7 separate regions of the Mus musculus genome follow, and regions 1, 2, 3, 5, 6 and 7 are each linked to region 4. Evidence: chromatin contacts called from public ChIA-PET, HiCAR-type, HiChIP or PLAC-seq and promoter capture Hi-C data. All regions are on one chromosome and are shown on one strand. Each heading gives the region's core, a stretch centred on a gene start, on an enhancer-like site or on the middle of the called end of the contact. The rest is flanking DNA. Distances are from core to core; before and after follow the strand shown.

Evidence for each region. ChIA-PET counts read pairs in DNA pulled down with a chosen protein or histone mark. HiCAR-type assays count read pairs that join an accessible place to other places. HiChIP or PLAC-seq counts read pairs in DNA pulled down with a chosen protein or histone mark. Capture Hi-C pulls out chosen DNA fragments and counts their contacts.
Region 1: an RNA polymerase II ChIA-PET map of effector CD8 T cells shows a contact between it and region 4, with 8 read pairs. The contact joins the enhancer-like site here to the promoter of Psmd13 in region 4. A contact is called at or near these places in 3 of 39 promoter capture datasets (the 3T3-L1 cell line, cranial neural crest and stem cell-derived epiblast-like cells), 1 of 484 Hi-C or Micro-C datasets (embryonic stem cells) and 3 of 115 datasets of contacts at active chromatin or transcription factors (the SCID.adh cell line, T-cell acute lymphoblastic leukemia and effector CD8 T cells).
Region 2: an H3K4me3 HiChIP or PLAC-seq map of embryonic stem cells shows a contact between it and region 4, with 7 times the contacts expected there. The contact joins the enhancer-like site here to the promoter of Psmd13 in region 4. A contact is called at or near these places in 3 of 39 promoter capture datasets (cranial neural crest, embryonic stem cells and hippocampal neurons) and 4 of 115 datasets of contacts at active chromatin or transcription factors (astrocytes, embryonic stem cells and forebrain).
Region 3: a contact with region 4 is called in a promoter capture Hi-C map of pancreatic islet. The contact joins the promoter of Utf1 here to the promoter of Psmd13 in region 4. A contact is called at or near these places in 6 of 39 promoter capture datasets (the HPC-7 cell line, cranial neural crest, frontonasal cranial neural crest and 3 more), 14 of 115 datasets of contacts at active chromatin or transcription factors (the NIH/3T3 cell line, the SCID.adh cell line, astrocytes and 6 more) and 2 of 9 other capture datasets (embryonic stem cells and pancreatic islet).
Region 5: a HiCAR-type map of astrocytes shows a contact between it and region 4, with 4 times the contacts expected there. The contact joins the promoter of Spef1l here to the promoter of Psmd13 in region 4. A contact is called at or near these places in 7 of 39 promoter capture datasets (the 3T3-L1 cell line, cranial neural crest, embryonic stem cells and 3 more), 3 of 484 Hi-C or Micro-C datasets (bone marrow-derived macrophages, cortical neurons and embryonic stem cells), 16 of 115 datasets of contacts at active chromatin or transcription factors (acute myeloid leukemia, astrocytes, bone marrow-derived dendritic cells and 10 more) and 1 of 9 other capture datasets (liver).
Region 6: a contact with region 4 is called in an H3K4me3 HiChIP or PLAC-seq map of embryonic forebrain, with 7 times the contacts expected there. The contact joins the promoter of Msx3 here to the promoter of Psmd13 in region 4. A contact is called at or near these places in 8 of 39 promoter capture datasets (the 3T3-L1 cell line, the C10 cell line, cranial neural crest and 5 more), 1 of 484 Hi-C or Micro-C datasets (muscle stem cells), 16 of 115 datasets of contacts at active chromatin or transcription factors (the SCID.adh cell line, acute myeloid leukemia, bone marrow-derived macrophages and 12 more) and 1 of 9 other capture datasets (pancreatic islet).
Region 7: a promoter capture Hi-C map of adipose tissue shows a contact between it and region 4, with 4 times the contacts expected there. The contact joins the promoter of Ap2a2 here to the promoter of Psmd13 in region 4. A contact is called at or near these places in 2 of 39 promoter capture datasets (neutrophils and pre-B cells), 1 of 115 datasets of contacts at active chromatin or transcription factors (pancreatic cancer cells) and 1 of 9 other capture datasets (adipose tissue).

What each region holds. Positions count from the first base shown.
Region 1 is chr7:140,206,974-140,210,510 of GRCm38.p6, reverse strand. It overlaps a transcript of Cd163l1 not described here. Among named protein-coding and RNA genes, the nearest start is that of Olfr524, 6.0 kb to the right of the region's middle. Within about 2 kb of position 2,235, at least 33 of the 459 cell types and tissues checked have an H3K27ac peak or open chromatin away from gene starts, as enhancers often do. A contact at or near this core is called in the SCID.adh cell line, T-cell acute lymphoblastic leukemia and effector CD8 T cells, where this site is marked.
Region 2 is chr7:139,912,140-139,915,998 of GRCm38.p6, reverse strand. It overlaps Kndc1 (kinase non-catalytic C-lobe domain (KIND) containing 1), which reads right to left. Exons shown (of 31, transcript NM_177261.4): 7 at 2,403-2,517; 8 at 1,946-2,017; 9 at 1,798-1,859. Among named protein-coding and RNA genes, the nearest start is that of Kndc1, 19 kb to the right of the region's middle. Within about 2 kb of position 1,393, at least 41 of the 459 cell types and tissues checked have an H3K27ac peak or open chromatin away from gene starts, as enhancers often do. A contact at or near this core is called in embryonic stem cells, where this site is marked.
Region 3 is chr7:139,942,510-139,946,038 of GRCm38.p6, reverse strand. Utf1 (undifferentiated embryonic cell transcription factor 1) reads right to left here and starts at 2,183. Exons shown (of 2, transcript NM_009482.2): 1 at 1,610-2,183; 2 at 927-1,512. The coding sequence starts at 2,165. The coding sequence ends at 1,049.
Region 4 is chr7:140,880,812-140,884,725 of GRCm38.p6, reverse strand. Psmd13 (proteasome (prosome, macropain) 26S subunit, non-ATPase, 13) reads right to left here and starts at 2,332. Exons shown (of 13, transcript NM_011875.4): 1 at 2,160-2,332; 2 at 1,148-1,226. The coding sequence starts at 2,254. It overlaps Sirt3 (sirtuin 3), which reads left to right and starts at 2,857. Exons shown (of 7, transcript NM_001127351.1): 1 at 2,857-2,963.
Region 5 is chr7:139,977,266-139,980,841 of GRCm38.p6, reverse strand. It overlaps Spef1l (sperm flagellar 1 like), which reads left to right and starts at 2,087. Exons shown (of 7, transcript NM_001033465.3): 1 at 2,087-2,295; 2 at 2,697-2,808. The coding sequence starts at 2,160. Adam8 (a disintegrin and metallopeptidase domain 8) reads left to right here. Exons shown (of 24, transcript NM_001291066.2): 23 at 808-882; 24 at 1,315-1,910. The coding sequence ends at 1,365. It overlaps Gm16201 (a long non-coding RNA gene), which reads right to left. Exons shown (of 5, transcript XR_389973.3): 5 at 1,862-3,576.
Region 6 is chr7:140,047,728-140,051,229 of GRCm38.p6, reverse strand. Msx3 (msh homeobox 3) reads left to right here and starts at 2,142. Exons shown (of 2, transcript NM_010836.3): 1 at 2,142-2,444; 2 at 3,090-3,502. The coding sequence starts at 2,231. The coding sequence ends at 3,490.
Region 7 is chr7:141,559,979-141,563,907 of GRCm38.p6, reverse strand. Ap2a2 (adaptor-related protein complex 2, alpha 2 subunit) reads right to left here and starts at 1,728. Exons shown (of 22, transcript NM_007459.3): 1 at 1,482-1,728. The coding sequence starts at 1,548.

The DNA of each region.
Region 1 (3,537 bases), core at 986-3,485, 670 kb after region 4:
AGTGAGTCAGGCATACCTGGCTGCTGTCGGGTAACTGGGAGGCAGAACCTAGAAGAAATGCTAACACTACCTGTGTGCAGGTGCCTACAAAGGCCAGAAGAAGATATCAGATCCTCTGGAACTAGTTACACTCGGTTGTGAACCTCCCAGTATGGGTGCTGAGAACCAAATTCAGGTTCTCTGAAAAAGCAGCAGCAACTGCTCTTAAAAGCGGAGCCATCTCTCCATCCCAGAACCCTTAGTTCTGATTGCCCCTTCCTCCTCCTCCTCCTCCTCCTCTTCCTCCTCCTCCTGCTCCTCCTCCTCCTCCTCCTTCTCCTCCTCCTGCTGCTGCTGCTGCTCTTCTCTATCCTTTCACCCTCCCCCTGTTTAGACTCTTCTATCTCCAATAACCTCCCTCAATGTTTTCTACTGTGAGATTTTAAAATATTTTATTGACATATTCGTTGTACATGGTACTAGGTTTAATGATGATACTTTCATATAACTAAACCATATACTTTGGCCATATTCACCTTCACTCACCTCATTTTCTCCATCCCCTCCTTGCTAGTCACCATCATTCCCCAGCCTTATATCTTCCTCCATGTCTTATATGTATGAATAATTTGTCTATGTACAATCTAGAATCCACAAGTGAAAGAAAACACTTTTCTCTTTGTGTGTTTGTCTGAGTCTGGCTTTATTTCATGTAATATGACTGTCTCTAGCTGCATCCATTTTCCTGCACAGAACTTAAATTTTTTCTTTATAGCTGGATAAAGCTCCATTTTGTGTATGTTTTGTGTCTTTGTCCCTAGGCTTATTCCATAGCTTGGCCATTGTGAGTGCCTCTTCAGAAAACTGATATGCAAGTATTTCTGTGAAATGTTGACCTGGAGACTTCTGTGTGAGTGCCCAGGAGTGGTGTAGCTGGGTTACACAGATGCCCAGAAGTGGGGTAGCTGGGTCACACAGATGCCCAGGAGTGGGGTAGCTGGGTCACACAGATGCCCAGGAGTGGGGTAGCTGGGTCACACAGATGCCCAGGAGTGGGGTAGCTGGGTCACATGAACAGGAGCTGTGTAGTTGAGTCATGTGAATGTTCTTTTTTTGTTTCTGTTTTGTTGTTGTTGTTGTTTTGCTTTATTTTGTTTTTAGGGTTTTTTTTCTTTTTTTGAGGAGCCTCCAGAGTGGAAATTTTTTATTATAAATTTAATTTCTCTGATAATTTCTCTGATACAGGGATATTCAAATAATCTATCCATGATTGAATCGGTGCTTCTGAATGTGTAAAGTTAATCTTCATTGATAAATTAATTGTGATGAAGCTATTTGTAAACTTCTTATATTACTTTTAGCCATTAGTGACATACACAAGATACCCCTCTTCAATCTCTCAAGCCCTACTGATAATTTGTGGGGTTCCTCTTTTATCTTAACTAGTCTTGATAGGATGGAATTCGCTTTATTAACATTTTATCCACTTGACCTCCAGGCTTGTTGATAATCCATATTTTACTTACACTTAATTATTGTTATTTCTTTCTTCCTGTGGGTTGGATTTTATCTGTTCTTTTCTTTCTGTTTCTTAAAACAAAACCCTTTGGCTTTTATCTTTTTTTTTTTCATTCAAAGGAACACCCCAAAGCTATGACTTTCTTGGCACTGCGCCAGCTGCATCCCCAGACTGAGTACTTTGAGGGAAGATAGCATGAGAGTCTCATAAGCTAAACATTTACCTACCAAGGGCCAAAGTCTTTTTCTCCTTTGTGTTTGCATAAAATAAATTAAAACATTGGGATAGGAAAGAAAAAGAAATTAAAACATTAGAGGTATAATAACGAGACCATACCAGTGTTCATGATAAAAATTGCTCCTAACTGCCAAAAACTGAAACATCTCCACTGTATTCTAATCAGCCATAGGTGACCATGGAAAATGGTGGCAAACGTTTCCAATGTGCCGCAGGTATGTGCGACATGGATAATCAAAGCTTAAAACTGGGTGGTTTTACTCATGGTGCATGTTTTGCAGTTCCAGGAGATGAAAAGTCGGCTTTGGAATCAGAAAGCACCAGTGGTCTCCTGAGGGTGAAAGGAGGGAGGTGTGCAGCCCTGGGATACCTGCTATCTTGTTTGCAGGGAGGGTTTCATGGGTGTGTTCCTGAGTCAAAAGCACTTAACTGTGTAACTGTTTGTGGTTATCAAACGTCAACCAAACCTCCTCAAAGCTCTTCGAAAGAAACAGAACGTCCCACCCAAAGGAAACTCCAGACCCAGAACCACAAAGCAGCCACGTTCCTGCAGCTTCCTCTGACCAGCATCTGAGAAGAGCTGACACTCGTAACCAGACGCTGTTAAGTTGCCACGTTAGAAAAACCGACACAGGAAAATCATCATGCTATCATAAGAGGTGCAAAAATGAATAAAATCCACTGGCCATTTATGATCATAAATAATCACAGCCAAGCGTTTGCAAACCAGAGGCTTTACAGAGGGAATACCCACCCTCATCGAACATCTTGCTTCTTGCTCTTACAAATCTGACCAACTCTGCACCAAGAGCTGGAAGCCTGCACAGGAAGATGAACAAAACTCACACCAGAGGGTTAGACAGGGAGCCATAACCAGATAATGTCATTGAGGTAGAAATGCCCGGAGAATGTACACAAAAGCGAGATGTCACAGCAGAGTCCAGCTTACTGAAGACCAAACTACAGGAGCCAGCTATTCATCTTCATGTGCCCCACACATTGGATTAGAAAATGAGTGCTAGACAGGTCCATTTGTAGAAGCAGCAAAAATATCCAATATGTGAGAACTGGCCCCATGAAAGGTATGAAGCCACCTCTATCCAGAAAGCTGAGAGACACTAAAGGGAATGTAAATAACTGGAAATACATCAAGCTGATAGGCTGGAAGCCTCAGTCTACAAAGATGTTGAATTATGGGAGCACAGAACTCCACAAACTGATCTAGAATATACTTGAAATGTTAAATGTGTAGGAACACCTTCCCTGCCTAAGTTGTGTGGAAACATGTTTGAGAAATAATGTGTTCACTGGGTCTTCCCAGAAGTAGAGAGGGCAGGGAGCAGAGAGGGTGGGCCTCTTTTTTCCTTCCTAGGAGTCCCTCTAGCATGGGCATGACGAAGGACATGCAGGTGTGCACTAAAGAGGGACAAAGAGAGAAAGAAGGCAAATCTTAGAGCTGGGGCTTCAGCGTGTCTGCTCCTCAGATAGAAGGGTAGATCTGCTTCGGTGTTGATGTTAGAAGCCAGGAGAGAATGATGGACAAGAAGAGCAGGGTGAGACTTTGCACACTAGAGAGATCTGGGAAGGACCAGGACACCATGCAAAGATGCAGGGCCTCAGGATGCCTGTGGGCACAGATAAGATCACTGGAAGCAGGAAGTTGTTCCCCACCTTGTGGCTTCTTTCTGAGAAATGGGGTTGGTTAAGAGTGAAAGAGCATGCTGGTAGAGGGAGGCAGAGGCCTAGAGGCAGAGACAACAGTGGGAAAGGGACAACAGAGTATTGGAAGCTATACCCCCACT
Region 2 (3,859 bases), core at 144-2,643, 970 kb after region 4:
GCCGTCCTGGTGCTTGCAAACGCCCCTCCCTCTGCCATCTCTGCTTTGCGTGCTTTCTCTTTTCCTGCTTCTCTGGCTCCCCGTTCCGTCTGCTTCACCTGCCCTGTTTCTAGGGCATCCCTTTGTCTATCAGACTGCTTCCTAGTGGCTTGTTTGCACAGTGGATCATTGTCAACGTCCTCCAAGTCTGCATCCAGCTCGCCTCTCCCACTTTTGATTAAGTATTTCCTCCACAGACATTTATAAACAAATGAAGCTGTTATCTGATACCCCGGAGCTGTTACCGGAGAAGCTACCTGCTGTGGCTGCTACAAATAAAACTCTACTTGCTCTGAGCCACCAAGCCATCTCTCCAGCTCAGTCTTTATACTACACACACACACACACACACACACACACACACACACACACGGCTCCAAAACCATATTATTATTGCGTGTGGATGGTGTGTGTGTGAAATCTGTGGTGCGAGATTTCTCTACGGAACCCCTTCACTCTAGGGCTTGGATCCAGACTTAACTGCCGGGCTTTACTCGGCAAGCGCTTTAGCCACTGAATCAACCATTTTGCAAGCCCAGTCTTTCTTTTGGCTCTTTAGAACCCACGGCACTAACTACTCTTGTCTGTGATACATTTTTAGTTCTTTTTGTTTTTCCTTCTGAGAGCTTCTTGACACATAGGGGTTTTGCGGAACAGAGGACTCTAGGTAAAAGGTTTCCACTTTTAAGGTCATCAGGTAGGAACTCAGTTGCCATTTGAACCGTTTACCCCGAACATAGATAAACTGTTTCTCTTTTGACCTTCAGCTTTCCGAGGGGTTTCACTACAACATAGCGTTGGTTTCTTTAGGTTAATCCCCTTCTTTTCCGTTTCTTGAGTGGTAGGCTTATGTGTTTTGACACAATTGGATATTTTTCATTCATTACTCACTCACTGATTACTCTTCTGCCTCGCCCACAGTTTTCTTTCCTTCTAGAATTCTGATGCCATGAATGCTTGGTTTTCTAGGGCAAGCTTCTCGGGCCTGTTCAAATTTTGATCTCATTTCTTTTCCTTGTCCACATGTCTATAGTCCTAGCTTCCCCGCACCGTCGTGGGTGACTCCTCAGCATGGGCAGCCAAGGCCAGCACACCTCTGTTGCTCTCAGGGTCTCAGGTCTAGGCTGGCCAATGGACCCCAGACACATTGTGCAAGCAAAAGGAGCAGGCAGGCCAGCTGAAGTCACTTGCTCCTTCCTGGCCCTCTGGCTAGTAAGCCTGACCCCGGGGAGGCTCCCTTTACCTTTGCGGAGTTTTCCAGGTGCCACTTCTTTAGTAGCAGGGTCCAGCATAGGAGACTGAAAAAACCTTGGTTTGCTCGGCCCTGTCTGGTATCACCCTGCTCCTTCACTCCTCCCACCCGCCCCCCATGGCCCCGCCTTCTATATTGCTCCGCCCATTCCCTCCCAAGACCTGGTCCCTGCCTTGTCGAGTACCAGATAAGCCAAAGCCTGGAGGATCAGCTGACCTGATTCCCAGGGTGGGGGCTGCATTAGGTTCTGAGTGTAATTTAGTTCATTTAATTTAAAATTTATAAGAGCCTATTATATTAGCTTGTTAGTGGCGGCGGGTCTACGCCCTCGGACTGGAGCTCGTCCCGCCCAGCGTCCCAGGGCACGCCCATGACTCAGAAGACATCAGTGAACGCAGCTACAGTAGCCCCGCGAGTAAGATGGGTGCCACGTTTAGGCCATCTGGCCCCGCGATCCACTGGGCAGAGGGTGAGGATGGAGCGAGAGAGGTGATGTGGTTGGTTACCTTCTCTGTCACCAGCTTCTCTTCTGACACTTCGGGAGCCAAGAAGAGTGAGTTGTAGGCGCCTAGAAAGGCAACCACAGTTTGGTTATTCTTCCTTCCTTGGGGAACCCGCTCTGGTTCTCTGCCCCCGAGAGTGACCCTTGTGTACCATTGGCAGGGGGCGGTCCGAAGAACACTGTCCCGTCCTCGGCCACCAACACGTTGTCCAGGCACAGGTGAGCTGCAACAGAGCGGATCAAGTATGCAGCCGTGTGTGGGCAGCTCCCTTGCCAGCATCAGGGGATTCCAGACCACACAGAGACCCCAGAAAAACCTGTCAAGACTGGACAGACACTGGAGGGCTGGCCATTCTAGCCAACAGTTGCCTAGGAACACTGTTAGGGTATATCACCCTCATCGAATTAAGAATAAACGGGAGGATGGGTGGGGACATGGTCCATATTGCTCTGCCCCTGGAAATGGCTGGGTGAAGTAGGTTGGGCCCTTCACATTCTCCAGACTCCAGGCTAAGAGGTTGCAGTGTCACAGCAGCCATTCTCCCACTCCCTTTTCTCCCTCCCCAGCTTTTGGGCTCAGGGCTCAAGGAGAGCAGGGTGACCCATCACCTGGGTGCTCCTTGTGTGTCTGCAGAGTGCTAAGGCAGGAGAGGCACAGTGCCCACAGCTCGTACTCCCTGAAGGGCCGGCCTAGCTTAGACAGAAGGTCCTTCAGGGACAGGCTCTGTGGAAAAGAAGGGTTACATAAGAACGCTTTGTCCACCTGATGTCAAGGAAGGGTTTCCACGGAGAAAGATGTGCGCTTAGTGCTTCTGTTTCTACTTGCAGTATCCCCCCTATGCCAGGGGCTGGAAAAGTTCTCCAAATTAAACACGAGTGTGGGTAAGTGTATGGAGAAACAGGAGCCCTCACCCATGAGCTGGTACAGTTGCCATGAGAGAAGATGGCAGATCCTCCGAGAAAGTACAGAGAATTACCTCAAGATACAACACTGGGTACCCCTAAGATCTGAAAGGAAACTGGAGTGGACAGCAGACCACTCAGGTTCAAGACCTTTCACCACTCACCAGATCCAAAAAGGGAAAGCAGTTCAAATCCCCAGGAGTAGATGAGTGGATAAAGAAATGTGGTTCAGGGGCTGGAGAGTTGGCTCCGTGGTTAAGATCACCTGATACTCTTGGATAACTCAATTCCCAGCACCCACACAGTAGCTCACAACCTTCTGTAACTCCAGATCCAGGGAATCTGATGCCTTTTTCTGTCCCCCATGGGTACCAGGCATGCACATGGTGCACAGTCACACGTGCAGGCAAAACATCCATACTTATACATTAAAATAAAGGTTAATAGAAGTGTGGCCCATCCGTGGGACAGACTATTAGAGCACCGCTCAGCCTTTAAAAGGAGGAGTGTTTTTACTTCTGTGAGCTTGTGTTTTAAACACATCGTGTAAAACTTAATGTTTTAACCATTTCTGATGGCGTGGCCCAGGGAAATAAGACCATTCAGGAACTGGGTGTGGCGGTACACACCTGTAATCCTAGCATTTGAGAGGCAGAGGCAGGAGGACCAAGAACTCAAGCTTATTCTTGACTCCACAGTGAGTTCCGGGACTGTTTGGGCACCATGAGATGAGAAGGAAAAAGAGAAGGGGTGGGGGATGGAAGAAGGAGAGGAGGGAAGAGAGGAGGAGGAGGAAGAGGAGGAGGAAGAAGAGGAGGAGGAGGAAGAGGAGGAGGAAGAAGAGGAGGAGGAGGAAGAGGAGGAGGAGGGAGAGGAGGAGGAGGAGGAAGAGGAGGAGCACTGCGGTGTTGACTATTGGTGAACCTTGAGGACATTATGCTGAGTGAAACAAGACAACAGAACAGAAGGTTTTTTGATTTCACACATGAGGTTGTATCTGTAAAGGCAAAAAGTGTAGAAGGCGGTGAGACTGTGGAGAGGGGTGGAGGGGAGTCAGTGTGGGCTGGAGGCAGAGCTCAGGCATAGAGATGATTAAATGGTAGATGTCGTGTTTACGCGTATTTTAACACATCTTCAAGTGAAAGGAACTAATGGAGCCTAGA
Region 3 (3,529 bases), core at 934-3,433, 940 kb after region 4:
CTGGGCTGTATCTGGAGCCCCGGCCCTGTGGCTCCCAGGCGTTTGCTGGGGAGGCATTTGCAGAGTGGGCTCATCTCTAAGGTTTTAGCAACTTATTCTCCCTGTACAGTGGGATCCTTTCCAAGTTTGTCTCTCACAGAAGGGATCGCAGGACCTGGCAGGAGGTCCACACCACAAGTCAGTACCTGAAGGTCCATTCCAAGTCTTCAGAAGGGGAATTGTGACCTTGGGACCATCTGGATAAACTCCTCAGGACTTCCCTTAGCCAAGACTTAGTCTTTGGGTTAGCAGTAAGGGCCGGATGGGCCCAGAATTTGTAAATTGGAGCCTCAGGATGAGCCGTCATTGTTATGCTAGTGAAGTGCCGGCAGCAGCTTCCTTTCCTCTACCTGCACCTAAGCCCTCCCCCACTCTGACTCTCTAGTCCCTGAGGACCTTGGAATTTCAGCTTTGAAAGTTCTAGTTGGGCAGCTGGGCTTTGCTAAGTCCGTTGGAGTGGTTGATACCCAGGCCCCAGCCTCTCTCTATAAATCTGACACCTCCGAGGAAGTCTTCCAAGTTCTCCCCGACTATTCCGGTTCACACGGCCCAGAGTATTCAAACTGAGTTTTACTCAGGATAGGCGAGAACTTTAGGGATGTTTTACTTTACTCAATAGCATAATGCCTTGAGAGAGGCCCTTCTACTTCTTAGCCTACCCGCCATCCACGTACCTTATCCAGCCAGCCCCTGGGTTTCAATCACTGCTGACCAGTGGAGGGGTTCCGCACATCAGGTGCCCCAAACATCAGGTAACAACTGTGTACCACTCCGCCAAATCTTCACCGAAAAGATGCACAACTGTGGGGCGAGGGGCTGTGTCTTTTAGCCTCTACCCTTAGGGTTCCATTCTTACCGCGACCTGGAGTCCGAATTCATTCACAGGATTAAGTAGAAAACACAATCTTTATTTTGGTAAGAACCTAGGTTTGAGATGGGGATGGGGACAGTAACAGGGGTCGGGGTAGACTGGGAGTCGTTTCTGGAGAAGAGGACTGATAACAAAGCTTTATTGGCGCAAGTCCCCAAGGATGCCCCGCTCGGAGGCTGCACTGCCCAGAATGAACCCCACCGCCAGAGAAACGGTTTGGTCGAAGGAACCTCGTAGATGCTCCACGTGCTGGTTCAGGGTCGACAGCTGGTCGCGCAGAGGGCCCAGAACTGTTGAGATGTCGCCCAAGTGCGTCAAGGTCTGCAGCAACGCGGTATTCAACGACTGGGGAGCAACCTGCGGGGAAGAAGCACGGCCCTGGGAAAGGCCAGGAGGCTCATTCGGGGTCTCCACGTCGTGGTCGGGGGTTGGCGTCGGGGAGGATTCGAAGGTATGGCCCGGCTCAGGAGGCAGAGTGTCGGTGCTCGTAAGAGGAGGAGAGCTGGTAATGCGGTGGGCACCTGCAGACTTCGTCGTGGAAGAACTGAATCTGAGCGCAGGGGCAGGTTCGTCATTTTCCGCAGCCAGCGGCAGCTCGGCCTCTACGAGAGAAACGCGCGGAACGTACGGAATCCCAACTCAGGGCTCCGCCCCTCCCCAGGAGACCCAGACCCTTCTTGCCCACATGGCTGCTCCTACCTTGCTCCACCGGTGCAGGTGCGGGTGCTAACGCGGAGAGGGACGAGCGGCCGCGGCGCTGGGGACGTCCAGGGCCAGTAGAGCGGCGGCGAACCCTCGGCGGCCCATCGTCCCCCAATAGCCCCATGAGTTGGCGGATCTGGTTATCGAAGGGTCCGGACGGCTGGCCCTGGGAGTCTCGGAGTTTGTCCTTGAGGAACTTGTAGCGACGGCGGCACTGAGCGGGCGTGCGCCGAACTTGCTGACGGGCCAGTGCGGCGGACACGCGGCGGTAAGTAGGCAGAGTCTGCCTGCGGTCCAGCAGTAGTGAGCGCCACATGGCCGGCTGCAGCAGCGTGCCCAGAAGTAGCTCCGTCTCTCGGGCACTCCAGGGCGTGCGCTGCGCCGAGTCCGGGGACACGGGAGCCTTGGGCGAGCCGGGTTCAGCCATCCCGCCCGAAGTAGCGAAGGCATCAGACGTAGTCACCGGGACATCCCCGGCCGACCGCAGCTCAGCGTCGGGGCTAGCTGGCGACGGCGGAGAAAAAGCGGGCAACCTCCGGGGACGAAGCAGCATCCCTGAGCCAGGTAGAGGTGCGTGCACTCCAAGGCGTGGCCTCACCAGAGAGGAGGGCTCCTCCAGAGCCGCCCACACACGCTCTAAGGACCCCGCACCGCCCTCTGCGTCTGAACCTGGTCGTTGCGACCCTCCCATCGTCTAGCCGCCCCGCCCCCTCGCCTACCTAGTTCCTCTTGGCCTGTGCCTTGCTTATTCTAGCCCATCCCCTTTCTAGTCCTTTCCTTAGGGACCCAGGACCTGAGAACGGAGTTTTTTTGCCCTGCTACACAAAACAGAACGTGTAAAAATTTTTTTACTAAAAAAAAAAACCCAAAAAACCATTTAGGGCTAGAGAGATGGCTCAGTGGTTAAGAGCACTGACTGCTCTTCCAGAGGTCCTAAGTTCAATTCCCAGCAACCACCTGGTGTTTCACAACCATCTGTAATAGGATCTGATGCCCTCTTCTGGTGTGTCAAAAGACAGCGATGTACTCATATTAAGTACATACATACATACATACATACATCTTTTTAAAATAAGGCTTATTTGTTATTATACCTAAGTACACTGTAGCTGACTTCAAACACACCAGAAGAGGGCGTCAAATCTCATTACGGGTGGTTGTGAGCCACCATGTGGTTGCTGGGATTTGAACTCAGGACCTTCGGTGAGAGCACTCTCTTACCTGCTGAGCCATCTTTCCAGGCCCAAATAAATCATTTTTAAAAAGCATTTAATCAAGGTACAATGTAATAAGATCGAGTGAAGAGGGCAGATGGGAGGAGTCAGCTCGTTTGTTTTTGTTTTTATATTTGTGCTTCGCCCATTAGTTACTACTCATAAACAGCCTGTGAAAAGCTCCAGAAACACAAAACTCTGGCACCTTGTATGGCTAGTGCACCAGAATGTGTTGTTTATCTATGCAAATTGTAGACCCATCCTCTCCATTCTGCTCTGGCTGGGGGCTTTGGAAGATGGATGGATACATGTTGTATCTAGTTGACTCATCTAGCTAGGGAGGCCATTTGGGTGCTAGATTTGATAGCGATCAGCGGCTGCTAAATTGGAATCTTAGTTCACACACACTACAAAAAGGAATCTTTCTATCTATTAACAAAGGGTGACAAAGTATCAACTCTTCCCCTCAAGATTAAGACTAAGAAAACGATATTCAAAGTTCGTCTGAGTGTAGAATTCTTGGCCAATGTAGTCAAGACAAGAAAAAGGAACATCCTAAAAAGATGGCAAGTAAGTCCCTAGTAGCCCTAGTTTTACAGAGATCAGTGAAGTCAAAAGGAGTACCAGTCTGCCATCTTGCTTCTGGGACTGTGGTGGTCTCCTGCTGTGGGACCGAAGACAACAATGTAGCGCAAAGATTAGC
Region 4 (3,914 bases), core at 1,083-3,582:
AACTAATTATTCTTTACAAATTCAGATGATGACAAGAAAGTTCCAGAAAGAAGGCTTCTGGTGAGAAAATTCCTGGGTATTCCTTAAGGACTCTGACAAAGCATGGGAAAGAGTGTGTTTTTATTTTTTTTCTGCTGACAAAATTTAAAAAATGCTCCATTAGAGAGATAGCATAGTACCACGTCCCCTCAACCCTCTCACCTTCAAATGAAGAGGACTTCTCTTTTCTACACTACTCTGGCCAGAAATCTCTGGGCAAGTGGAACCCTTGTGCGTGGATGGGCTGGGAGAGCTGGGAAGTGAGGAGAGCCCTTTAAACCGTCCCTCTCCCTAGCAGTCTTGCTGTGTAACCCAGGTTAGTCTTTAACTAACCATCTTCCAGATTCAAGTTTCTAAGTGCTGGGATTGCAGGTGTGCCATTGGCCCCTTTTGGTGCTGTCTCGTGAGGTGCATGCATAGGGCCTGTGGATGGAAGCACATACTTCCAGTGAGCCATTTTCCCAGCTCTAGTCTAAACTTGTAAAAACCAGAAAGTCTGTTTCAGTGTTGGGATTTATTAGCTGTAAGCTATGGTGACTTATCTACGTCTGCTATTACATATGAGAAAGAGAGAGACTTTCTCAGTGCTGTCATGAGGGCCCAGTGCTTACAGCAGTCCGTGGCACAAAGTGATTGCTAAAAGATGCAGCTTAGTGTGACCACCATAATGCCGCCCCTTCCCCCCACTCTTGTCTTTAAATGTCCATGAGCAGAGTTGGGCCTGACACTGCATATATTTAATGACAGCACTTGGAGGAGGCTAACCACTGGTGGACTGTGAATCCAATCCCGGTCTGGTCTACAGAGCAAGTTCCAGGCCAGTCAGAGCTATACAGCCACAGCTAATCTCAAACAAACCAACCAACCAACCAACCAAGCAAGCAAAAATTGTCTGGAGACGTGGCTCAGTGATAGTTTAAGAGCATTTTGAAGACTCAAACTGGGTTCCTAGCACCTACACCAGTTGGCTTACAACTGCCTGCAACTCCAGTTCCAGGAGATCTCTTCTGGCATCCTTGGGCGCACACACGTTAAAAGTAAATAAAAATGAATAATAATAGTTTGTAATTATATTCAACATCGTCTGAGCTGTCTGGTAAGTCATTACCTTAATGAGACCATCTCCTTGGGCAAAGCATGGGTCCTGCACAAAATCAAGCACCTCAAGTGTCAGCTGATGCCACAACCTACAAAACAAAAAGCCCTCAGTCCCACATCCTAATGTGAAGAAAAGGATGCCTTCAGCCTTGACGGTCCCATCAAACACCAAGTATTTCCCAGGTCCCACTGCACAGCCAGGAGTTAAAGCAAGCGCCAGCCAATTCAAGCCTATTTCTGGACTGACTTTGCTTGCACCCCCTAGTCACTTATCCTTTCAAGACTCAGTTTTCTTAGGTAACACTGGAGAACACTTTTTGAGACAGCGTCAACTCCCACTCTGAGTGTCAACTGGAATTCCAATGCCACAACCTACAAAACAAAAAGCCCTCAGCCCCACATCCTAATGTGAAGAAACGGATGCCTTCAGCCTTGAAGGCATTGGTTGTGACTTTAGAATTCTACAGCTATATTTTGAACTCCATTCTCTCTTACTTATTAGCTGAATACCTCACAGAATAGAAAACTGATATTCAATCTTATCTGTCAATAGGAAGGATGAAATAAGCCAATACTTTAAAAAAGCCAATATATGAACCTTTAGGACACCGAAATAGCATACTTCATACCAAGACTAAAGGATAATATTTAATAATAGAGATAAAAGTGTTTTGAAAAACACAAAATGTTACACCATATATAGGCAGGTACATACTAAACACTGAAAAATTTCTCTTGAAATCACTAAGAGTTTTAACTGCTGGACATTGTCATGTGGAAAGGTTCTGAGGAAGAGGTGTTTTTTCATAGGCAAATTCTTATATCAAAGTCAGCAATTCGTAATTGTTCTTATCAAAGCTGGTAAGGCTGGAACGCAGGGAGTCTAGATACAGAACCCTGTTAACAGCTCTGCTCCTAAGGCTATCTCGACCCCTTTCCTCCACATCCCTGACCCTCCGGACTGATCAGAGCCCCTGGCCCTCCCACAGTCCTCTCCCTCCCGCCCCAGCCTCGGAGCTCACTTCTTCGTGTACAGCTCTTCCAAACGGTGCCAAACGGCAGCCTGGCCCGGCCCGGAGCTCTGACTCTGCTGTAAGAAGGCCGGCACATCCTTCATGATTGCAGAGAGCTGGGAACAACACAAGCACTAAGCAGTCAGAACCGGCAGGGATGGCGCACGGAAGTGCTCGCTCACTTCCGGCACCGCGGGCGCGCGGGGCATGCTGGGAGCGTCCCACTAGCCTCACGGGTTGCGGTCGTCAAGGTAACCGCGTTCTTGACTTCCGCTAAACTTCTCCCGGGTTTCTGGCCCTGCCCTTGAGGCATTAAAGAGTAGAGGTGCCTGGGGACAGCTAGCCACTGACTGGTCACGTAGCCTCAAGCCTGCAGACTTGGGTCCTCTGAAACCGGATGGCGTTTGGCGAGGACTAGGTGTGATGCAAATCGCTCAGAGAGCATTAGTTATCACCCGCCTACTCAAGGAGGTCGAGAGCGGCGTAAAACGATGAAATCTCCCGGTTTGGCTTCCCAACCAATAAGTCAGAGTCCCACAGAGGGAGAAGCTGCCAGCACCAGGCATAAACACAGCCTTCCACACTTCGGGTTATCGTGCGGGGGCTGGGCTGGGCTCGGCCGAGGGAAGGCGCCGGAGGGCGGCACTTGGCCAGAGGGGGGGCGGGAGTAAGAGTGCCGAGAGGGCGGGGCTTGGCTCACGGGGGCGGGGATTCGGATGGCGCTTGACCCTCTAGGCGCCGTCGTCCTGCAGAGCATCATGGCGCTAAGCGGTCGACTGGCATTGGCCGCGCTCAGACTGTGGGGTCCGGGAGGTGAGCCACGGCAGGGGAGACACGGGATCTCGCAGATAGGCTATCAGCGGCGTTTTAGGGGCGGGTAGCTGGAAGCAATTGTGGGAGTAAGGACCCGGCAGGCGCGCCCTTCTACAAGGTTTTGCTGACCGGCCATCACTACCTTCTCCTTAAAGGTGTTTTTCTATGTAACTATTGCAGCACAGTCTTTGAAATATTTTATAGAAGTTCGTTGTATGGATGTCTTATAATTTATATCACCATTTCCTTATTGAATACTTTCTAATCTTGAATTATTACAAATAACGTGATAAATAAACGTGTTTGCACCCCATTTGGACCACAAATTCTCAGTAGACAGCCTTGGGTAAGGTTACGTGGTTTGTATTATTTTGAGACTGGTCTCTTGTTCAAACTGGCCTTCAGCTGGCTGTGTGAAGGAGGATGACCTTGAACTCCGGATCCACCTTGCTTCCACCTCCCTCCAAGCGTCGGAGACTACAGTCACATGCCACCACATCCAGCTGTTACTTGTGTTTTAATTGTCCCCCATAAAGGTTGTGAAACTAAAAATTTTTACCAACAGTCATACTGTCTGCAAAATAGTAACATGTCTCATAGAGTCCTGAGAGTGATCAATAATAGGGATATTTTCAGTTTGAAATAAGTGAGTATATTAAGTTAGAGAGAAATCATCACACTGCATATTCAAAAAAAAAAAAAAAAGTCAGCAGACGTCTATTGGCTATCTTTAAGGTAGCTCGGTGGAACTCCCAGTAAAGAGTCCTTGCCAGAACAGAGTGACCCTTTCAGTGAGGTTTTTAGTAAAGCAACAGATGGAAGTAATATCAAATTGGACACTTGCTACATCTAACAGAAACTGGCAGAGAAAGTTGAGATAGTCATTTGGAGCTCCCAGGTGGGCTGTCCCTCTGTCTGAGCTGCGGGATTTCCTTCCTACTGGAGGGCACA
Region 5 (3,576 bases), core at 838-3,337, 900 kb after region 4:
TTACTTTTTTTTTTTCTTTTGAGACATGGTATCACTATATAGCCTTGGTTGGCCTCTATGTAGACTGGGCTGGCCTCAAACTTATAAAGTTCTGCCTGCCTCAGACTCCTGAGTGCTGGGATTAAAAGCATGCACCACTGTGTCCGGCCAGGGACTAATTTCAGACTTATATAAGAGCTGAAAAATCCCTTTAATCCCAACACTTGGGAGGCAGAGACCATTGAATCTCTGAATTCAAGGCCAGCCTGGTCTACAGAGTGAGTCCAAGATAGCCAGGGATATACAGAAAAACCTTGTCTCAAACAAAACAAAAGGAAAAGAAAGAAAAGGAAGAAAATGTCATCCTAGTCACAGTCCCGGCAGGCAGAACGGAGCAGGGTACGGGAATCCTGGGCAGGGATGAAAGGAAGCTGGGGGGGGGGGGGAGGGAAAAATGTGTCTAAAGCCCATCATGCCATGTTACCATCCTCTTTAACAATGTGGAAACAAAACGGGTTTTCCTAGTTAATTCTTTCCTTTTGAGCTTCTAAAGACCCATGTTCTGAAAGCTTCAGGGCAATGTGTGGGATACTGGGGAGGCCGCAAGATGATTGGCTGGGACAGTTAGCCAAGAAGAGGAGCTCTGCCAGGTTCGGGCTTTATCTTCCTAGCGGTGAGGCCATGCAGATGTTTCCTACTGAGCTGCGTGCAGACAGAAGCCTTCCAGGCTAGGCTGGAGCTGAGCAGGACAGCCTCAGGATGAAGCTAAGGGCCGTACTTGGCCTACTTAGGAGATGCTCTCAGTCAGCTGTGTCTGGTTCCTCCCAGGTCAAGCCAACCTTTGCACCCCCGACACCACCAGTCAAGCCCGGGACTGGAGGGACGGTGCCTGGAGCAACTCAGGTGAGCCTCAGAGGGAAGGGGAAGGGGAAGGGGAAGGGGGAGTCCATCTTGCAGGAACCCTCCTGCTGACTGTGGCACTGTTTCGGAGGGTGAGTGGCTGTTTTCATTTTCTTAGCTGGTAAGTTTTAGTGACATTTGAAAAAAAAAAAAAAGAAAGAAAAAAAAATCCTCAATAACAGGCTTGATGTCTGCTTTATAATTTGCCAGAACTTTCCAGTGCTTGCGGCTTTCGGGGGCTATGGAATTTTCCTTTTCATATGGCTAGTCTACAGTATATATGAAATGCTAGTACAGTCATCTTGTGAGGTCGGGCCCATTCTGTTGTTAGGGGAAGTGGAAGTCTAAATTTAAAGAACTGGCAATGGGTATTTTCAGCTGGACCTCTCTCTTATCAGGTCCTCTTTAATATCGATTTCCTTTTTTTCTTGGCAGGGAGCTGGTGAGCCAAAGGTTGCTCTGAAGGTCCCCATCCAGAAGAGGTGACCAGCTAGGGCACCCCAGGGCCATCGTTTGTGGACGTTTGGAGATACCACTGCTCCTATAAATGTGTTCCTTCAGCAACACCACAACCACCACCCAGGCTGGACCTGCACACGCTGTTCCTACCTCAGGAATAATCTTTCTGTGGCTCTTGCTGTCCAGATGCCCTCATGAACCAGTGGCCTCTCACTGGCCTTGGCCAGCTTAGACCATACATCTGCGTATGCTAGTTGCTAGGCAGGGGCGGTGTACCCTGCAGTGGGCGTGATCAAGTCTGTCTGTCTCTGGGTGGACAGAATGCCAGGAGTCCCCTCCCAGCAACTTCTGCACTGGCCCTCACACAGTGACCTCTCTCCAAGGCACAGTTCCTGTATCTACATCCCACTCGTGTATGAGACTTAGGAAAGGAAAAGACGTCGTTCTTGGGGTGTTGGGACAAGAAGTTGCCGTCATCTCCGGATTGAAACAGATTAGTTGTTGAAATTATGACTAAACACTATTCACTAATAAAGATTCTATTTTATCAATAGATTATAGATCACATTCTACATGGCAGTTTGTTTTTATTACACCAGATCAAACAATTTCACCTACCATCTCCCTTCGTTTTTTAACCATCCACCTTGATTCAGCCCGATCTCTGGGCGTGCAGGAGGACCAATCCTTCCTGGGATCGAGGGAGGGACCAGCGCGGTTAGGGCCCCGCCCCTTCCGGCTGTGCCGCGTCTCCCAGCAACGGTCCAAACCCGCCAGGTTTCTTCCGCTGTGTTTCTCTGCTGCACACCCACTTCTCTGCCATGCTCAGTGCTTCCAAGCCGAGCTCAGCTTCGTTCCTGCCAACGCCTGGGGATATTCATAACCTCTGCGCCTGGCTGGACCGGCTCCCACTCAGCCGCCCCAAGCGCCACTTGGCTCGGGACTTCAGTGATGGTGGTGCGAGTGAGGGCGAGGCGCTATGGGGCGGATGATGAAGAGGACTCAAAGCTGAGGGCCACCCTTGCCTCCAGCCCCCTAGTACGGGTGTGGGTGTTGGGGGAACGGAGCGGTTCTTGAGTCCAGACTCGTGCTCCTTAGGAAAGGTAGTAGCAAACAGGGCCTCCTGTGGCTCTTCCAGCTCCCCCTGGGCTCTCACGCTGTATTAGCTTCCCAGGCCATCCTACCACTTGGTCTGACCTGGAGTCTAGGTGCCGTGCCAGACTCGGGGACAATTATGGGCTCCCCAGGAAAAGCTCGTGTCCTTCCCACTCCATTCCATGCATCTCATGTGGTCAGGGATTACAGTTGCAACCCAGGGTCTTGACCAGGCAAGCCAAGTTCCCCTCGCATTCCCACAGTGCTGGTGGCCGAGATTGTGAAGCACTTCCGCCCTCGGCTGGTGGACTTGCACAGCTACGTCCCAGCCTGCAGTACAGACCAGAAGCTGAGCAACTGGAGCCTTCTCAACAGGCAAGGCCTGGGAGCTCAGCCCACCTAGGTTGACCCCGGGATGCTCTCTCCAGCCATGGGTCTCTGACTGCCTAACTGTGGGTCCTTGCCTATAGAAGAGTACCACAACCAGGGGTACTAGGGCACTAGTACCCCTAGTACCACTCCTGGGGGTGCTAGGGCAGCCTATCAGCTAGCCTGCTCCCTTACGGATCAGTAGAGTTTTACTTCACCTCCCCAAATGTCCTCAGACAAGACTCTGCCTGTGTATAATAAGTGATCTCAAGGACAGAGTCGGGCAGATATGTCTGATGTAGTCCAATCACAGAGGGCCCTCGGGAAGTGTCTGAGCAGAGCAAGGTGGAGAACCTGTGTGGGCACCCCCAAAAGACTGGCTCAGATTGGAATAGAAACATTGCTGGGCTCAGGCCTGGGTCTAATCTCATGGGCTTATGTTTGAGAGGGAAGAGATGAAAAGAGACCTCAAGGGAGATGATCATGCTGAGAGGGCCCAGCTGCAGGTTTCCAGGTACTGTTGAGCTGTCTCAACAGGATTTACCGAGGGCAAGCCAGTAGAGAGATGAGAATGAATGCAGAGAACATGGCCTGATAGAGCACCCCATGTTCTGCGATCTCCTGAGACATAGCTCCAAAGGCCAAGAATGAGATAGCCATGCGCCACTCAAGTGCAGGGCACAAAGGGGCTCTCTGAGAAAGCAAGATGCTGCCCAGTGGCTGGAAGGCATTGCAGGGAGCATAGAACTTCAGGGAGGGCTCAACTCCCAGTCC
Region 6 (3,502 bases), core at 893-3,392, 830 kb after region 4:
TGCTGGCAGAAAAGATTCCTTCACATCCCACCACTCCTACCCTGTAGCCCAAGCTCTTTTCTAATCAGGTCACTTGTGTATGGGATAGGAGAGAGAGAGAACTGCGTGTTGTGCTGAGGTCTAGGTCTCCATGTCCATGGAAGAGATCCCTCTTCTCCTTCCCTCCTTCCCGCTTCCATTCTGGTTCTCTTTCTGCCTCTCTCTTGCCTCCCTTGCCTCTGAGGTGGTGCTTTTACCAGTCTGGAGCCAATCTGGCTTGCACTGGGCAGAGCTGCTCAGAACTGACATCAGCATCCCTCTAGGAAGTGGGGGAGGGTGAGAATTTAAGATCAGACTTTACACTGCTTCACAGGAAGGACCCTGCCCATTGGACCTGCTCCTGGCCCACAACCCTGTCCCTTTCCCTGGGCCAGACCTAAGTACAGACTCTTGCTTCCTCCCATCAGAGGCTACTTTGGGGGACATTGCTCACACACAGGCAAGTTGTCCTTTATTCCTTTTGTTTGTTTATCTTCTTTGTGCATTCCTGCCAGTGTTTTGATGATGCAATTATCAGCAGTCAACTCAGAACATCTTTGTTACATTAAAAAAGCAGCAGGCAAGTGTTGGTAGCATAATGGTGAGTATAGCTGCCTTCCAAGACAGCAGCAGTCGTCAGTCTGGAATTATAGCACGAATTAAACAGACGCTAGGTCTAGCCAGCCAGGAATCTTCTGCTAGCCCCTTTGAGCAGCTTCAAACTTTACACGAAGAAAAACTTTTTAATTAATTTCTCTGACTGAGCTCAACAATCAGACTGAACCCCAAAGCTGTACTCCATTGAAGTACTTTTGGCTGTCTAAAACAAATTTATAGAGAGATGTAGGTTGCTGATTTTGTGCTCTAGGATATTAATCAGACTTTATTTCCTAAATCAACCTCCCAATGTATTCTAAAATCAAAGCCCTGGTTTCTTTTTATGGCGCTACCGCCACAGTTTGCTTTGCAACATAGAAGAACATTTTTGTTTGTTTGGTGATGTGTGTGTGTGTGTGTGTGAGTGTGTGTGTGTTTTGTTTTGTTTTGTTTTGTTTTAAAACCAAAGGAACAGTGAGATTTGGGGGAAAGTATTACCAGGAGCTAGGGACTCTATCTGGCCTCAGATCCACCCTTCCTTAGAATCCTTAGCTGGCGGGTTGTTTTGTTTTGTTTTGTTTTTTAAAGCGCCTTCAAGAGGTTCCCACACTGCTTGCCTGGTCAAGGAAAGACTGCATCAACAGAGATACTCTCCGGCGGCCTTTCAGGAATTTGCATCGGCCGCCAGGCAAATACAGGACACCAGAAGACAACGATGCGCCCAGCATCCAGTTGTTTGAGCAGCCTGAGGTGCCTGCATGACGGGCTAGTATGCTAACTTCCTCTAAGAGATCTGTCTCCACCATCTTCCCTTGGCCTCTGCGCTTGGGACCCAGGACGCGTCTTTCTAGCCCATTCCTGGCCCAAACTGGGACGCAAGTTCAGCCCTCGAAGTTGCTAGTGGCCCAGAAAATGTTTGGAGACTCCAAGAGCTCAAAGAGAGACCAAAGCGAAACTAAAGATGCCACAACTCGACCTCAAGAGATCAGTAGAGGAGACGTGTTGGTCCCATTAGAACCCCACGGTGCAGACTAAAACACGTGCGAGCCAGGAACGCAGCAAGAACAGCCGATCAGCCTCATTAAACAGCACTGTAGTAGGCACGAGCCCATAGCTGCGCTCTGCCTAAGCGCGGAGGCTCACTGTGCCAGCAAAGAACTGATGCCTGGACGTAGCTCCACTATGAGCGCTCGCGCGCAGTCCATTCCTCCACTCCAGAAGGCTGAGGCCAACCATCTCTTTACCCAAGACTGACAGCCCCCTCAGCTTTTCCCGCTGGAGGAGCTTCATAAGCGTTCCTACAGACGGCAGTAAGTCCCGAAATCCTGACGTGGGCACGACAATGCTACCCCAGGTCTCGGGGCACTCAGTTCCCAGGCAGAAGCCCCGCCCCTCTCTGTCGGTCCCGCCCCCGAAACACTGAATCCAACCCGCACTGAGACCCGCACATCGGCTGAAACAACCATTGGGTAGCGGCGCATGAAAGCGGTGCTACCTTTTTATAGGGTGCGGAGGGGCCCGAGAACCACAGAGCCCAAGGTCCTAGCAAAATAAACCGCCGCTGGGTCCCACGCGTCCCAGCCGGGCGGCTAGCCCCGCACCCGCCATCCCATGCATGGCCCGGGCGACATTCGACATGAACGCGGCGGGGCTCGAAGCTCGCGGCGGGGGCCACACAGAGCACGGACCACTCCCCTTCAGCGTCGAGTCTCTGCTGGAGGCTGAGCGCGTACCGGGCTCCGAGTCTGGGGAGCTGGGGGTGGAGAGGCCGCTCGGCGCCTCGAAGCCTGGAGCCTGGCCCCCTCCAGTCGCGCACTCTTGTCCCCCACGTAAGTGCTCAGTCTCCCGGTCTCAGGCCCTGAAAAGCGACCGCGCTGTCAAGGCTCGAAAGTCCAAGGTGGGTGGGGGTATGCGCACTGTTGCTCCGAACTAGTGGCTAGTAATTACTAGCCATTAACCGGCTCAGTCCAAGAGCAATGATAACTGGCGGTGGGCGCCCAACATTGTGCACAGCCCAACCGCCAGGTCCAGGTCTCTTCTTGGTCGAGGTCCGCAACCCACAACAAATACCCTTAATGCTTTTCCGCTCCGGGTCGCTCACGCTCCTGCACCCCTTGCCCACTTTGCGTATGCCCCCGACAGCTAACTGGTCTGTTTGGAGACCTGACCGCTACTCGTCTTCGGTTATTGGACAGCCTCCAGGCCCAGTTTAGCTCTTTTTCCAAATAGTTAGTCCCCAGTTTAGTTGGGGTGCAAGATCACGGGTTGGGAGAGCAGACCTAAGTCTAGGGCGCCTCCTCCACTCCCCTGCCTCCTTGGTTTGCTTATCCACGTGGCTTTGGGGACCGCTGAGCGGAGCACTCACGGAGCCACGGAGCACCAACCTTCCTTTGTAAGGGTGGAAGAAGGTCGGTCGAAATAGGGGTGTGCAGCCAGAGTTTGAGCGCTCGCCCTGCGCTTCTCTTTCCTTTCAGGTGCCCCGAGCCCTCCACCCTGCACCCTCCGCAAACACAAAACCAATCGCAAACCACGGACGCCATTCACCACCGCGCAGCTGCTGGCGCTTGAGCGCAAGTTTCACCAGAAGCAATACTTATCCATTGCGGAGCGCGCCGAGTTCTCCAGCAGCTTGAGCCTCACTGAGACTCAGGTCAAGATCTGGTTTCAGAACCGCCGAGCCAAAGCCAAGCGGCTGCAGGAAGCTGAGCTGGAGAAGCTGAAGCTGGCAGCGAAGCCACTACTGCCGGCGGCGTTTGCCCTGCCCTTCCCGCTGGGCACCCAGCTGCACAGCTCCGCGGCCACTTTCGGCGGCAACGCGGTTCCTGGGATCCTCGCCGGGCCTGTCGCGGCCTATGGCATGTACTACTTGTCTTAGATCATGGAATCA
Region 7 (3,929 bases), core at 479-2,978, 680 kb before region 4:
TTTTACAAAAATTTTAAGAAAATAACAGCTGGGCGGTGGTGGCGCACACCTTTAATCCCAGCACTTGGGAGGCAGAGGCAGGTGGATTTCTGAGTTCGAGGCCAGCCTGGTCTACCAAGTGAGTTCCAGGACAGCCAGGGTTATTAAAGAAACCCTGTCTTGAAAAAACCAAAAAGAAAAAGAAAAGAACAAAATGCTTCATGACTATGAATGTTATTGTCTAAAATTTTGGTAAGCCCTGATCCAAGGATGCCTGTATCTTTGCAGAGCAGGGAGGGACAGAAATCTACCTCTTCCAGAGTCCTACAGACCCAGGCAAGCTGGGGTCCTGCACACAGTCTTAGGGAATACAGTATAAATTTAAGTGTTAGTGTGACGACACACTGGGCAAAATTCCTCAGGAAGCATATTAATCTCTAAAGTAACAAAAATCATGGAGTCAGCTATTTGCTGGATACCAAGAAAAAAATAAACTGACAGGAAAATGGCTTTTCTTCTCATCAGTAAGGGGGTGTCTGATAACCCTCAGAAGTTTCTGTAAGCCAAAGTCCTGGGCACCCGCCCTGCCTGACCTTTAACCTTCCGACCCATTTCACTTTGAGCAGATTTTTTTTTTCCACCCAGGGGACACTGGCTACAGAACTGCTCAGCGGAGAAGCAGGCGCAGCTTCCAGCATCCACACCCGGCTGCTCCCGGTTCCCTGGGGGAATGAGTCACTTTAATCGCAGTGGGTGAGATCTAATCATCGCCCAACATGCCGCCTGAATCAGGTCCGAGAGACGTATAGTGTCCCTATCCCCGCCCAAAGAGAAATCCACGCTGTTTTGGAAAAGGCTGGGTTAAAGGCTCCATTACTAGAAAGACCAAGATGACATCATGCTGGGGAGGGGCGTCTAGGGCCGGAAACCCCTCGACTGTGCCACAAACCCCACAGACTCCCCACCGCGCCCCGCACTCCCATCGCTACACCTAGATCTCAAGACACCTAAGCCCCGCACCTCAGTCTGAACACCCACAGGCAATCTCCCAACTGTCCAAACCCATACATGCAATCACTCTACCAGGGGTCCGCACCCCAGATCTCTGCCTAACATCTCTGCTCCTACCCCAACCCCACTGCCAGATTTGCACCTCCAGGACCCTGCCCCACTCACCAGCACGAATCTTCACTCTACACCTCATCTTCGGGTCAGGACTTGGGACACCACCACCATCACCCCAGTCTGGTCCCCCCGCAGCAGGCTACCAACTCCCGCCAGATGTGCACCCAGGACGCGCGCTCTGCACCCTAAGCGCCCGCGCGGGACCCCCGCCCCACCGCGCGATCTGCACTCCACAGCCCTCCTTCTCAAGCCTGAGCGGACCCGCGCACCGGCCCACACCCCTCTCCCCGTTCCGGCCGAACCCCCCAGACCCCCGGCCGCACCTGCGGACCCCCGGCCGCGCCCCCGCTCAGGCCCGCCCGGCGTCTGGCACTCACAGTTGCGGATGTCGGAGATGAAGACCGCTAGGCCTCGCATCCCGTCCCCCTTGGATACGGCCGGCATCTTTGCGCCCCGGGAGCGGCCTCGGCGGCGGGCTAGAACAGCACGGGCGCGGCGGTCACGCCGAAGAGCCCTGGAGCGCGGAGCCGCCTAGCCACAGCCGCCTCGGGCCCCCGAGCGCCGCTCGCTGGGCTGCGCGCGCGAGCACGCACGACGCACGCGCTGGCGCGCACGCTGAGCCTCGCGCCCGGCGACGGGCGGTGCAAGAGAGCGTGCGCATTCTCGCGGTGCTGGGGGGCGGGGGGAGGACGAGGAGGATGGGGGCGTGGCGCGGGATAGAGCCGGATTGCTGCTTGGAGAACCGGAGCTGTGCGGAGCGCGCAGGCGCTACACCTCCTGGTATCACCGCCTGGTGAAGGATCCTTCCAATGTATACCGGAGTAGCCCCGATCTCGCTCTCACGGGTGAGCCCGGCTTTACCTAGACAGAGACACTGACACCAGTGCGGGATCAACCCAGTGTCACACAGGGGTGTAGGGGAGGAGCGGGCTGCACTAGCACCTACAGCAGTCAACCTTTGCCTGTGCAAACCGGCCCCAGAGCCCTGGCAGTTGGACTGACCTACCCCAGGCCACCGGCGTGGAACCGGAGTGAGAGGCGTTTACAAGCCTCTAAACTGGGACAAAAGGAAGCGCTACTCCAGGTTCCTACTTCCCTTACAAATGGGGAAACTGAGGCTTGAAGCTAGACTGACCACTCTTGCCGAGGTGACTGTTGTCTGGAGTACAACCTCTCAGCATTCATCCAGGCCCCTTTGCTTATTGCTTCTGCTCCCCTGTTCCCCTCTCTAGCGAGGTGGCCCCATTGGATCCTTCCTATGGACCCATTTTGCAGAAGAGCGGGATTGGCCCACCACTCCAGGAAGTGGAGATCATGGTGGCTCTTCCCTAGCTCTCTTCTGTGAAGAGGAAGCTTCACACCTAAGGTGGTTATCATGATCCAGACCCACTAGGCAGAACTCTCTGTCCCTTGCTTTTATACAGATGTGGTAGAGCCTAGTCCAGAGAATAAGAGGCACGACCCTCCTATAAATCAGGCAGTCCACCAAGGTCCCAGGACTGATGGAAGAAACTGAGAACATAATAAGCCAAATCTCTGGTGAGGCTGCTGAATTTGCCTGACTTTTTAAGAGGTGAAAGAGCCAGCACCAGAAAATAAACTTCCTCCAGCTTGTCTGCACCATCAAAAAGATGCTTCTGGGCCATATAAGGAGTGCTGGACAGGTGGCAATAGGAATCCCATTGCTTATGCCCAGACAGGAATGAGACTGCAGGAGATTCTCAGACTCCTCCATTGTACTGACTCTGAGAGTCACCACAGCCATCCTATAGTTAGTATTTTAAATAATTTCATTATAAATTATTTATTGAAAGGGGTGTGCAATGTGGAACTCAAAGGACACTTTGTGAGAGTCAATTTTTTTCCTTCCACCTTGTGAGTCCCAGGAAGCACCTTTACCCACTGAGCCATGTCTAAAAAATGGTTAATCTTGGTTGTCATATTGGATAGGATCTACTACACTCATCATGAAAACAAACATCTGGACACACCTGTCAGGAAGTTTCTAGATTAGTCTGATTGAGGCCCACCATAAATATAGGCTGTAAGGGTCCTGAGCGGAATAAAAAGGAACGGGGTGAGCAACAGCATTCATCTGTTTCCTGGCTGTGGTGACAATGTGACGAGCTGCCTGAGCTCTTACAGTCATGACTTCCCATTCTGAGAGAACATATCCTCCAACTGTGAGCTTCTACAAAACCTTTTCCTAGCTTGCTTTTGTCACAGCAAAAATAAATAATAATAAAGTGTCGCACAAGTGTGCCACATCAGGCCTGACAAGTGGACACAGGAAAGACTCCACCTATGGCCAGTGCCACCTATGGCCATCTCAGATACACAAGCCACCAGATCACTTTCCCCACACCGAAGCCTTGAACCTGAGCACATGATCCTTCCAAACCACTCACTGAAGGAGAGGCTGCCATTGGTAATGTGCCTTGAGAACAATTCTGTTTAAGTTGTCTGAACTAGAGACTTGTCACAGTATTTTCCCCAAAGACAGATGGTACTGAAAGCCCTGCCTTCCTCCACAGGTTGGAAGGGCGCTGCAAGCTCCAACTGCAGTTTGATAGAGGGGACAGCAGAGCATCCCAGACAGACAGCCCTGCCCTGTCTCATTTCCTATGCTCTCCTAGCTCTGCTCTTGCCCGCCTCCAGTCAGTTTTACAAATGACCCAGTTTCCTTCCTGTAGCTTCTTCAGTAAGTTACAGATAATGAACCTTATACAAAATCTTGGGGTTCTCTGCCTAGTACAGGTTTGGCTAGATCCTGATCATATTGAAGGGCAGGAATGCAGAAGTCCTCAGACCCAGTGGCTATCTTT